Linked DNA regions of Siniperca chuatsi: region 2 is linked to region 1. A link is a contact called in public Hi-C data. All regions are on one chromosome and are shown on one strand. The core of a region is the stretch at or near the end of the contact, and the rest is flanking DNA. Distances in the headings are between cores, read along the strand shown.

What was found. Hi-C and Micro-C count contacts between places; a contact is called where the count stands out from the background.
Region 2: a Hi-C map of skeletal muscle shows a contact between it and region 1, with 3 times the contacts expected there. The contact joins the enhancer-like site here to the promoter of spry1 in region 1. A contact is called at or near these places in 2 of 3 Hi-C or Micro-C datasets (skeletal muscle and an unstated tissue).

What each region holds. Positions count from the first base shown.
Region 1 is chrLG8:5,308,988-5,315,744 of ASM2008510v1, reverse strand. It overlaps spry1 (protein sprouty homolog 1), which reads left to right and starts at 3,658. Exons shown (of 2, transcript XM_044205640.1): 1 at 3,658-4,359; 2 at 5,795-6,757. The coding sequence starts at 5,850. It overlaps spata5 (ATPase family protein 2 homolog), which reads left to right. Exons shown (of 17, transcript XM_044204413.1): 17 at 774-1,341. The coding sequence ends at 953.
Region 2 is chrLG8:5,371,379-5,378,135 of ASM2008510v1, reverse strand. All of the region lies in intron 15 of spata5 (ATPase family protein 2 homolog), which reads left to right. Among protein-coding and RNA genes, the nearest start is that of LOC122879893, 29 kb to the left of the region's middle. Within about 2 kb of position 2,630, the one cell type or tissue checked has an H3K27ac peak away from gene starts, as active enhancers do.

The DNA of each region.
Region 1 (6,757 bases), core at 2,409-4,908:
ATTCTAAAATTTCAATAGTTCCATTACCTCAGTCATTTAGGTGATTGTCTTTTCCAGAGCACACAGTTTTACTCTCTTACATCTTAGTCCTCCAGCCAATTTTGATTTTCTCTTACCTCACTGTTACACAAAATCTTTCTACTTCTCATTTTAGCTTTATTTTTAATAATCTATTACTGTCTACTATTCTTACAGGGCCAAAGGAATATTAACAGTTCTACAGCTCTGACGTTCATCATGTTAGTCATCAAGGAATCAAAGGAATTGAATATGATTCCTCTCTTGCACTCATTGTAATATGTCATACGTATTGTAATATGTCATTTGTGTAGTATATATAGTGTATAGCGTTTTCTTCAGATCTCCCAATTTAGAACATACTGAATGGACACAGAAACTACTTCAATTTAAAATGATTTTACTTTCTAGAGAGGATCAAATGCATACTTGTTCCCAGTGCAAAGGAATTGTGGAATGGTCATTAGGGGTTTTTGTCTGTTTAGTACAGATATGTGGTTGTAGAGATTATATGCAGTTTGATTTGTCCCGCTTGTTTGTCTCTCTGTACGGCAATGCTCTCGCTGTGTACAAGATAAAAGTATTTCTCTGAGAAAGATAAACAAAGTACTTCTCGATTTCTATAACACATCTACCACCAACAGTCCGTCCTTGAAGTCAGTCAGCCTCTGACTGCACTCAAATGATTCAGTGGTGTTCAGTGGATGGACCGCTCTGCCTGACAGCTGAATATCTGTGTCTGTTTCCTGTCCCAGATAACAGCAGTATGCAGAGAGGCTGCCCTCCTGGCCCTACAAGAGAACATCAAAGCTCAGCACATCGAGGCCAGACACTTTGAAAGTGCCCTGAACACCGTGAAGCCCCGGATCCCAGACTCTCTCATCCAGTCGTATATCAGCTATCAGCAGCAACACAGTGGCCTGTGCTTCTTCTGACCACGCTGCTATGGACAAAGTCAATATTATTTTAAAAGAAAAGGTTTTCAACTGCTCCTGTCTGCTGGACAAGTTACCAACATATGATAAGAAACTAACACAACCACCAGCCCATCTTAAATGTTGATTTCTCCTTTGTAGCTGCTGTGCCAAGTTATGCAGCTGTTGTTCTATTTTATACTGTAGCTACTAGAAAAACAAATGTGGTACTGGTTTGGTTTTTACTATAGGTTTCAAAGCAACACTCTGTAAACACACCTGTATGTTGATAGCTCAGCGGGACAATGATGTTTTATTTTTTGTTTTTGAAAAAGGAGCTGAAGTGTCATGTTTGATCATATAAAATATTAATGATGTAATATAATGTATTAAATGCATTATTTATGTATTCATTAACTTTGGTTGCCCTTGTCTTTTTAATAGGCAAAGAACATTACAAGAAATGGAAAGGTTCATGAATCGAAGCTAATGTGATATTTAAAAGACATATAGAACTGAGTTTACAGCAGTATTAGCCTGCTTAGAAAAGTCTGTAAAATACACATGTAATTCCCTGCTAACATAATGTGAATGTCATTCTTTTTCAATGCAAAAATGGGGTTTGCTGGGAGCAGGTTTCCACTGGCTTTTAAGACTTCCCATGCGTTGGTCTGTTTTAGCTCAGCTTTCGCCTACTGTACGTCCAAAGAAAATCTGTCTTTTCTGCATGTTTTCAGTGCCACTTTATATTATTTGTAAGTTTAAATATTTGTGGCTCCTTGGAAACACATGTTCCCTGTGGGATTTTGAATAACTGCACAGTCAAATCACAGGATTTTAAATGTTTTCACAAAGACAGAAAAGACTTTAGGCCCATATATGACAAGATTGCAATAAGTCCTAGGTTGGCAAAACGTTGTATAACTGCTTATACTGAAAGTGGAGAGTATGATCCCTCTAGTCAGAATATTACATGTGTTCTTTTGCACTAACATATATTAGACTTTTATCTGGGGACCTTCTGGACCCTCTTCAAGGACCCCTGATAGTTCCTAAACCCCTAGTTTGGGGAATCGCTGCTCTATATCCACTGGGAGAAAAACAGCCACGGCTGGTATATTCATCACATCCATCCATGGAACATCAGCTAATTGCTGTAATCGTGAGATTTCCGTCCGCGCTTCCGACCACTAAAAGCAGGGATCCAGGCGGCCATCTGTCGGTCTACCAGGATTTGCTTTATCACCAAGAAGCTGAATTTTAACATCCAGCCTAAAAAAACTTCTCAGTCGTTACTGCGCCACACTATCGCTTTAACAGTCCGTTAACTCTACTAGGGCTTTTTCCGTATTCTTTATTAAGCATTTGCTGACCCGAAATGGCACTGGAGGTCACCCATCTATTGATTTTTCCATTTGAATAGGATAAATTGACTTTGTATTGAACTTCCTTTTCTCATGGATCCGGATGTAGCGCATCCGCGACACCAATCAAACCAGACAGTCAGGAACAGAGAGGAGGGGGTGGCAGGAGTGTGTTTGTGTGTGTGTGTGTGTGTGGGGGGGGAGTCTTTCCCCTGGCTGCAGGGCTGCTTTTTTCTTAAGGTGGTCCTGGACTAAACCCCCCCAACCACCACCACCATTTCAACCTCCCCCCATCCAAAAATCGACTCATAAAACTCTTCAAATGATGGGAACATGTCCATATCAGAGAGTTATACGAGCTGCAGCCTCATCGCGACACATTTTATTTCCTCTGCTGACATGCGTAAATGCGTAATGGGAACATTCCAAAGAGGACAGAAAACATCCTGTTGATGTTTCCTCCCTGAATTGTCTATAAAACCGCACAGTTGTCTGTGCAGACAGTCGTTTCCAAAGTGTGGTTCCAGCACCAGCGGGGGTATGTTAATAGAGTCCAGGTTAACTTTTAAGATTGTGACAATAAGTTCATATGTGGGTGTCCGTTATGCAGCGCTAAATACTACAGAGATCATATCTTTTGCTTAAAATGGCTTATCCTCTTAATGACCCTTGGAAGTCCCTTGGCCCCTGTTAATTAATCTGAGTTGAATCACAGATTTCGTCTCATATTGGGCTCCTTTAATAACAAAACGTGTGTCAAACAGTGGGCTTTTCAGGTTCCTTAACGTGTTAAAAAAATATCCTGAGTGAACCCCTCATGTAAACATATTTAGTGCATTTAAGTTTTACAGCCTTCATTTCTCATCCCAAAGCTGCAGTAATAATCAGGCAGTTTAATCAGTTTCAGTTTATTGGATAGTTTTTTTCTTATGTGTACAACCTAAACATATAATAGTTTCTGTGACCAACACAAAATATCAAAATGCCTTTATTACTATATTAGTAGTGTATTAATAGTCGTAAGATGCTTTTAATGCTTATAATTTCTTATATCTTATAGGTATCAACATGGTATTTCACTTTATATTTTAAAAGCAGAGCAAAAAAATACGATCCAAATGAGGATAAATGTATGAAAAGGGGCTTTTACTTGTGTGTCTAAGGCTTGTGTACTAAAAATGACAAATCAGCAAGAATATAAATAAATGGCGCATTTATTACATCACTATTAGTCACATCAACCTTATTCACACCATTATTCATAAGCCGCAAGAACGGAAACTAGTAGTGTGTTCTTCCCTGAGCCCCCTCATCGAGCCAACGCGAAATAAAAACCCGTTCCACCTTAACTAGTGCACACATCTCTATCGCCGGCCTTCCACATCTGCCCAATGAATCAGGAGCGGATGCGATGTATCCTTTTTCAGTGGAGTGAATGGCCAATGGGAGTTGGCTTGTCGAGCAAACACTGAGCCCTGCGTTCCCATTCATTCAGTGCTGAACAGGCCCGCAGAGCTGGAGAGAGCGCATCGCTGTCTGCGAACCGGAGACGCTTTTTGCGAGCGCAGATTCCCCGCAACAATAAGTAACAGCCAGAACTCAAAACTCAACTCTCTGCAGACACTCGAAGAGGAGAAAGTCTTGGATATAAGCTCTCTCGTGTTTGATTTTATTTCTCCGAGACGTTTTTACGCTATCTTTTTATTTTTATTTTACATCAATTCCTGCGGGACGTCTATAACTGGGTTGTCTTACCTAAAGATCGGCCTCCAAGTGCGCAGCAGTTCTCCGGGTGCCTTCCCTCCCACCTCCATCCGAGCTCCACCGTGGATTTACTTTGTTTTATCCTGGGACGAATGCATGCGTAATCCGCGCTGAACTTCTGTAAAACGAACCAAGAAAAGGGAATAACGCAAAGGGATACACTCGCACTTGGATTAACAGGCTGTGAATGTTATGCATTAGACCTTTTAGCCTACGTCTGGACATTGCCCCTTCATTTTGGATGGAGTTTTGGTAGGCTATTGGTTGATGGATTCGACGTTATGGATGATTGCATATAGGTACGTATCTTCCTTACAATTTTAGAATTGTTTTACGCGTGTTAATTTGCTTTTACGGTATTTATTATCTGATAGTAGCGCACGTAGCGAACTAGTAGGCTATGCGCCGCTGTAGCGATATAAATGTTTTGTTACACTGGTGCACAAAGGCTAAGACTTTCCGAGCCTGTTTGTCACGGGGGAACAAAACACCCACAGCGGGTTAAATTCATCACGATTAGTTGATGAAGTTGATGGATTTCTATGCCTGTGTCCTTCCGTGGCTCTGCTGTAACAAACACCCTTCCCCCACGGCGGTTGTTTTCATTCATAAGTTTTTCCCCGTCTATTTGGATGCGTCCTCTAATGTCTCTTGATCTCTGGCTCTGTGTGTTTTAGGATCCTGCTTTTATTACTGCGCACGACGTCGTCCCCTTGAACGGGCTCTATGCAGATAATCCTATTTATAGTGCGCCCTTTGACGCGTAGACTATTAAAAATAATAAGAGTGTGTTTATTTGCAACGCGCAAAAGAGGCAAAATCGATCAGTTCTGCTTTGGCTGCGGTGTTTCTTCCTGTGAGGTTCATGTGTTTCACGGGACAGCCAGGCTTTATGTTTTTGCAAACTGAGAAACTTTGGCCTCGTGCAGGTCGGCGTTGCTTCATATCCACGAAGGCTCAGACCCAAATTCCTGATGGTGTTTATGGCATAAACACGTATATTAGACACATTATTTGCTTCTAATAGGCGAAGTTTTAACCCGACAACTTTCAAGCGCTCGGTCCGGTTTTCAACTAAAGTCTGTATTTTGTCGGAACTTGGTCTGAAGTTTAGTTTTTTTTACTCTACTTTTGTCCCAATTTCCCCGAAATCCTTTTTGGTGTAGTAATAGAATACTAAGTGAGGCAGCTCATTTAGTTCCCTTGGATCGCGTCCTCATTTCGTTGCCGCGGTGCATTTAAATGTTAACTAGTCATACAAATGTAAATGAGGAGGGGAAGTATTTGTAGGGCCTACTGAAGTTTAGATGTGTGCGTATTGGGGAGGAAGGTACAAAAAGTCTTGCTAATAGTCACCTTTTCCCCCCGGGTTGCCTCACTTAACGGAATCAAAAGTGACATAATGTCATGTTGACAGGATGAAAACACTGAGTCTGGGTTAACTTTAAATACACCATCAAAATTAAAATACACATATTGCTTATTTCACCATAAATAATAATGCATGTTGAAACTTTCTATTTTGCTGCTTTGGAATAGTTATTTTATAGCAATGGAATGATATGATACTGATTGGTTTGGAATCTGAAATGGCCTGGGAATCATGTTAGCCCCTCTTCCATCAGGACAGTGTGTGCTTGCCAGTTATGCCATGTTTTGGCTCTCTCTGATGATGTCCCCTCCCTCCCCGCTTCTCCTTTGTCTCTCCCTGGCCTCTCTTCCCCCCTCTGGCAGGTTTTCCGATGCATGCCAAGTCCACGGTGAATGTCGGAAGTGGTGATCCCCCCAGATGGAGCTCCAAAGTCAACATGGCCCCGGCGGTTCATTAGTGGTGATCCAGCAGCCTTCCCTAGAGAGCCGGCAGAGGTCGGATTACGAGCGGGAGCTCCAGCATGCCGCCATACTCTCCCTGGACCAAATCAAGGCCATCCGCTCCAACAACGAGTACACAGAGGGGCCCTCGGTGGTACGGAGGCCCCCTGCGCCTCGCATGGCCCCCAGGCCCCAGGACAAGCAGGAGAGGACTCACGAGGTCATCCTCGTCAATGTGAACAACAATTATGAGCACCGGCCATCAGGTCACCACCATCATGTCGGGGGCGGCGTGGTGGTTGTGGCTGGGGGACAGCAGTACGGCGGGTCCCGGGCACCGGGGCTCAGTCGCTCCACTAGTACAGGAAGTGCCGCCAGTTCAGGGAGCAACAGCAGTGCCTCCTCTGAGCAGGGACTTTTGGCACGCTCGCCCCCCACCAGGCCTGGCATGAGCTTACAGCACCACCACAGAGCGGAGAGGCCTGTTCGGACTCAGCCCAAGCCCAAGGCCCTTTTACAGCCCCAGCAGGGACCTCACTTCCACCAGCCTCCACTAGAGGCTCCACTCAAGCCCCAGGGCAAAGGGAAATCAGACTTTTCTGGCTCTGGCAACAGGGTGGTGGCTGCTGCTGGGCACCAGTTCATCTGTGAGCGATGTGGGAAGTGCAAGTGCAGTGACTGCACGGCTCCCAGGAGCCTGCCTTCATGTCTGGCGTGCAATGGCCAGTGCCTCTGCTCAGCTGAGAGCGCACTGGAGCATGGCACGTGCATGTGCCTGGTTAAGGGCATCTTCTACCACTGCTCCAATGACGATGAGGGGGACTCGTGTGCTGACCACCCCTGCTCACTGTCACGTTCCCACTGCTGCTCTCGTTTCCTGTGCAT
Region 2 (6,757 bases), core at 1,381-3,880, 63 kb before region 1:
AATGCTGTATTTTAATGAACGTACTCAAGTTATGTAAGGATCTGTTGTTGCTGTTCTCTAAACTGATGATTTGAATGCAAAGACGTTTTAAAATTATTATTAGCCACTCAATATGTGCTGTTTAACCTTTAGCTGGCAACTTTGCACATTGGTTGCCCCAAATGTAAGCAACGTGGTAACGTGACAATTGCTAACTATGGCTAAACATATAGCCATTGTTGGTTTGCGAAATTGGGACCACTTAACTATATGAGGACAGTGTCGGTGGCCAAACAAGTCATCATAATGTCATTTAGGCTAGTAGAGAGAATCTTTGACTACGGTGTTTCTTTACTTTGATTTAGATTGATAAATTGGAACCTGGAAATGCACCACTTGCTGGCACAGGATTCATTCCTGCTAAATCCTTCTGGCTTGTGACTACCCTATCATCTTTGCTTTTAGTGCTTCCAAAATGCAGCATTAAAAGATGAGAGGACTGGCCTGTCTCCTTTGAAAACTGAACATGAATTAGTTGATGATTTTAAGGAGAACCTTTTATGATAATTACAGCACGACCCCTGAGGTCAGGTAGAGATACAACAATAAAGTGAGACAGAAAAATGTCTGAGGTCTTTGAGGCCTTGCGGCCCTGCTGCAAGGACTTGGCAGATCCATCGGAAAGAGGATGATGGCGCAGTGTCACTTCATTTCCTCTTTTACAGGCTCTGCTTGATGAATGACCGTGTGAAAGGTGGCTGTTTCATAGGTTTGGGATTGCACCTCTGTGTGTGTGTGTGTGTGTGTGTGTGTGTGTGTGTGTTGCAGAAAAGGGACCAGCGCTTCCCTGCATGTCATCTCTGAAGTCAAAGTAATTTATAGCTATCAGGAAGTCCCCAGAAGCACTGTGATGCCTAAAAAAACCTTGACTCGGGTCAGATGGGGGATGAAGGGGGTTGAGAGAGTGTCACACCCACAAAATGCCTTCATGTATTTCTTGTGTCAAAGGGCCATGGGGAGGTCCCATCCTAAATCCTGTTGCCTGAGAAATGAAAGAATTTCAGAGGTTGCCTGGTCCACTGTCCTCTGGGCCAGGCCCCAGAACTAATCTCCTCTTTTTGCTGGCGGGGGGGATGGGCGGGTTGGGATGAGGGGATGTCTCTTCCACCTCTTCTGGGATCTTTGCTTCTGTTGAGCAGATCGCCTCAGGGAGATGTGGCTGAGCCCTCCTTCTCTATTGCCCTTCCCTCTTTGCTGTATAACTCCACTGATCCCTCCGCACTGCTTCCCCAACTCCCTCCTGCTTGCTCTCCCTCCACTAAGCCTTCCCTCTTGCTCCCTCCCACCTTCCCTTCCCCTCCTCTCCCTCCCTGGGCCTCTGAGCTGGACTGCCTTCCCTTTGGCTTTCCCCTCTTCCTTCCTTCCTCAGTTCCTCCACTAATAGCTCCCTTGTTCCTGACTAGTCAGGGCTGCCAGTTGAGCGGTCATTCGTGGAAGATTCATTCGCGGCACGGTAATTGTAAACAGACAGAGAGAGAGAGAGAGAGAGAGAGAGAGAGAGAGAGAGAGAGAGAGAGAGAGAGAGAGAGAGAGAGACGCTCAAGCATTAAACCTACTGGTCACAGACAGAAAGCAGAATGGAGGAACTCTCAGCTCTGTCTCTTTCTTGAACTCCGTCTTCACCATCCATATCTCCATCATCTTTATTACTTATTTGGTTGCCCCCCTTCCCTATCTTTCCTCCTTCTCCGCCTCCCTCATTTTCTGCCCCTCATAATTTAGGCACTACTTACATCCATGGGCGATCTGTGTCTTGTTTCACTGCTAAATGTTGCATGGAATTATGTTACGCCCTCAAATCCTTAATAGAGCCCAGCTAAAATCTTGCTATGTTGTTTTGCTTTCCAGAGAAGGAATCACATGTTTGCGTCTATTTCAGCTCCACAATCACACAATCACTCAATGAAACAAATGCAGGTTTCCTAAGCCACTAACAGCCCCCTTGACTCTGAATTGAGATCCTTTTAGTTGGTGTTAGTGGACAAATGAGTATACTAGACTTGGGCCCTGAATATTGTCATAACAGTATTCAAGTCAGACTCTTATCTAGGTTTTAGGCACCCAACATATGTGCTACCCAGATAAATTTCAGTAATTGTGTTGTTAGTATTAGGTAATGAGTAAGCATTGAGTCAGTAGGTGAAATAATGCATGTATACATAAGCTATTCTCTGCATGTGGAAAAGTTAAGCAATGATGGCTTTCAGGGCATTTACACAAACTGCATTTTATGCAATCAGCTAATATTTTAAGTCTTTCTAAACAACTGTCTAGGGTAACTTAAATTTCAACTACAACATCAGAATAGGTTGATGTATCCAGCAACCTAACTTATCAGTAATCAGTATTAATTAAGAGTACAGAATCAAGCTACAGGACTCTTAACAATAAAGTAGTTCTGTAAAGTTCTACTTTAAGTAATAAAAAAAGTCCAAGTTTTAACACTACTTGCAGTTTAGGCCTGGCCTCTTCACTGCTGTGTGGTGAATGTGATTTCTAAGCAAGAGTAAATTTCTTCAAGCTTCCCCAGTAACAACGAAATGTGTTTGTTGGCTGGTGGAAACAGTAAACATCAGAGAGGATGACACAGGGAATGTGTGTGTGTGTGTGTGTGTGTGTGTGTGTGTGTGTGTGTGTGTGTGTGTGTGTGTGTGTGTGTGTGTGTGTGTGTGTGTGTGTGTGTGTGTGTGTGTGTGTGTGTGTGTGTGTGAGTGAGAGAATCTAGTAGTGCTGGGCAACCAGACCTGTCCCTGACCTCAAATGATTGCTCTTTAAAGCCTGTGCTGTAAGCCGTCAGCAGCCAACCAGTTGCTCCTTTCTCTCTTTTCCCTGCTTTTGTCTCCTTTTCATCTATCCTCATTTTCTAATTCTCAAATTTTTTCTTTTCCTTTCCCACACTTATCTCTCCAGCATACTCAAAGTCCAGCAGTGGTTGTTTGGGAAAACATTTCATTGGTGTTATCAAACCAAGCATGTTTTGCAACCAGCAGTGCATCCCTTCTTGTCTGCTTCAACAATTTTGGAGCTGCTTTCCAGCTGTTTTGTTTCTACTTTTTCTCGTTTAAAGCCAAGTCAACACATATAACAACTGAGAGCTGTCCATCATTGGCTTACCTGTATCCCATACCATGCTCACACACCTTGAATGGAAAGCTACATGGGAGTGTTTACTCATCTGCGCTCTGACACAAAAACAATTAAAGACCACATACCCGGCTATAAACATATTTAGCACAGTAAGCTTTAGCTTTGTTATCTCCTGTGTGTTTTCACTCACAGTTAGCTTTTGTTGCGTGCAATAAACATGACTCAGTTGTTAGGTCATGGGTAAACATTTGCGTTCAGATAATGCACTTTCCACAAGCCATTATGAAGGGTGCTTGTCTAAGTTGTCTAAGGACACGAAGTATAGGCAGGAAGTACTGAAGTGATGAGTTGTTTATAATGCTTCTCTTTCAAGAGGCAGTATCCCTTGCATGTTTCTACATGATCACTATAAAACCAAAGAAGTATTTGTCTCCTATTTTATATATCTGTGGGTCAGACCTTTGACCTGACCTTACTGGTTGCTAGTAATGTTGGTAATCAAGGAATTTAAGCTTGCCCTACTGTCACACTCTTTGAAAAATGATATGCTAAATGCCAAGAATGTAAGTACAGTCTGTATGGCCTGTACCCAAAATATTTCCTCATTCTTCTACATTCTCAGAACAACTTATGTTTACAACACAAGGCTTTTCCTCTGGTTGTTTCCACAGTTCATACAGACTTATTTCCCTTTTTTTTTTAAATGGGAAAACTAAAAAAAGAATGAGGTTGACTGTTCTCTGCACTGATTTGCCTGTGCTGCCCTTGAAAATGTTAATTTTGTGCCTTGATTACGGTGTACAGTTTCTCTCAAGACAAACAAAGCACACTAAATGCAGCACAGCAAATTGGTCCAATCCCGAATTAAGGCAGAGGGAAGCAGAGAGAAACCAATTAGGATACGGAAGCCACTAATTAAAAGCTGCATGCTCTACAGATTGCATCAATTTTATTTTCTTTAGCAATGGCCAGGGCCATAATTTCAGAGCTTGCTTGTACGCCAGTGCACATTCCAGGACAGCTGCATTCTGTGTTTGGAAAGTCCTTGTGCACAGAGGCAGCACTGTCTGTCTACTCCTCTCCCTTGTTGGTAGTTTGGAATGAGGAAAACAAAAAAGCACAAACTGGGGAAATTTGGAAAAATCCTGGAGACTCTACATCATTCAGAATAGACGAGAACCATTCATTAAACATTTTCAACAAGAGTCTGTTTGCAGAAATGTTTCCCCTTCCTGGATTAGGTTCCGTGGATTGCTGCCAATACATTTTGTGTGTTGTGAATCGGAGATTGCATTATGCTCGAGTGGTTTGGGTGGTTAACCAATACGCTTGCTTTGGAAAGCTGCAGGGAAACGTTGAGCACCTGAGGAAAGCCACAGGGTTGCTCTAAACACTGGACTCACAAAAGACCGGGGCCTGTATCCGCGAAACGCTTCCAGAGTAATGGTGTTCATTTGGCAGAGTGACCCGGAGCACTTGTCTTTGTGCTCTTATTATAAAATGAGGATACACAAGGCATTTTCAGTTTTTGTTTTGTGGTCAAAGCGATGGGCAGCACTCCCAGAAATAGGCAACAAAGTGAGCCAAAGAATCACAAAACTATTCAAATATTTCCCTGGCAATGTTGCTATGTGATTAAACCAACTCTGTGGACATTGATTCCCACATGAAGAACCTGAAAGGTTTCATTATTTATTCCTGAGTGAAAAAATAGTCAGTGTGACATAAAATCTTATCAGGATAGACTTTTTTTTAAAAAGGGCCCTTGCTTGTTTTATATAAAGCTCAACTTCCTGATTCTATTTCTCGCTCATTGTTTTACAGGTGATTACCTAACACCGCTTGGCAACTTTTCTTCTCACGTTATTGTGTAACCAGTGAACATGAACCCTCACGATAACCACACACATACACACACACTTGATAAGATCTATTTTGAGAATTAATTGAATTTCCTCTAGTTGTATTAATTTTCTTAGCCGTTGGGGATATATTCCAATGTTTGAAATATGTTGTTTTTGTTATGCACAAGAAGTCAAAGGAAGCAAACACACAAACAGACAGATACACACTTTTTGCAAGACCCCATGACACTGGGGCACCAGATGCATGAGCTGTCACAATACACAAGTGTGTCCTGAATCCTCTTGCCATTGCTGCCTTCCTAGCAGTGACCGCTGTGACACTCCAAGGAGGATAAAGCCCCCCCCAAACCCTTTTCTCAAATGATGGAGAGAAAAGAAAAAAGAGAGGAAATAACTTAGACCTTGTCTCTTCCCTTCCATTGAACCTAATGGTTTTTCCAGACCTCGATTGCTGAAGGCTGACCTTCCCTCTCGAACTGGATTTTTCCTGTACCCTACACCTTGGATTTCAGGAAATGTACAAAACAGGATAGCACAGCACAACATATTTCTTGTGTTAGTTTTCCTTTTTTTTGAGAGACAAAAACACTTGAGAATCCAGTGACATCAGCAGCCAAGGCTGCAGTGTTTTTCTTTTTTTGTTTTTTGTCTTGTCTGCATGGTATTCAGTCTAGCTCTTCATAATGTGATTGTTCACCAATACCCAAACCTTAATCGGTGACTGCTTCAATAACTATATTTCTATTTGAAGCAAGCCTAACTACATGTTAAAATAAAAGTCGTTATATGCAACCTAGACATCGAAAAAACGCCAGCCTTTCAATCAAATATTCGCTTACTGATAAGTGTATGGTTTTCATTTATTTTATTGATTTGTTTATGATGATTGTTGTGTGCCAAGCCTTGTCCATTTTTCTGAAAAGCAAGGATGCAAACAAATCCAAAGCAAGCAAACAGGCCACATATCACAGTTATTTCCAAAGGAGCCAACTGTCCCCAAGTCGGATGGGATTTGCATGTTGAAACAGTTGGAGCTAACAGTCCCTGAGCCCCTCCGTAATTAGTGGGCAGAAAGCCTTATTTGCCTTTCAGGCCAGTATAGGCTTTGCCACATTGTTCAGGGTAGGGGTGCTGTTGAAAGCTATAGAAACAGAGGTGAATGTGTCCTTTTTCCTCGGTCACAGTCACAGTAGCACATTGACGAGTTCAAGATCAATTTTTGGCCGTTTCCACCCAGCCTAGTAGAAATTGCACCAACACTGCTTTCACTATATTCTCTTATGTCTTTGGAAGACCCCTCCATTTGTGCCAGGTTCTTGAATTATGTATTCTTGATTGAAAACTTAAGCTTTTTAAAAAAATTGCTATTGGTATGAATAGTCACCGATTTTTATTAGCTTGACTTTGTCTAACAAAGGACAGTGCGACTCAGTCACATAATCTAGTTTTAGCACTCAGTTCCCTGGCATTACAAACCGTATGCCCAACAGTGATTAATACTTACAGCTTTAAAAGCTGACACAAAGCTTTTCCATTCCTGTCCTCAGTGTATTTTTAGTATGAATGTGTTTATCTGCTGGTCACTGCACCTGTCACTATTTTTGGCGACACCATAACTCCGTTGCATCCATGCTCTGGACTCGCCCACTCCCCACGTTCGCTACATGTTTGTTTTGCCCAGTATTTTTCCTTCTCCACAATCAAGGGGGAATTATCTGTCTTCCGGGAAAAAAGGGGCAGCCCACTAATTTTAGATTGACTTGATT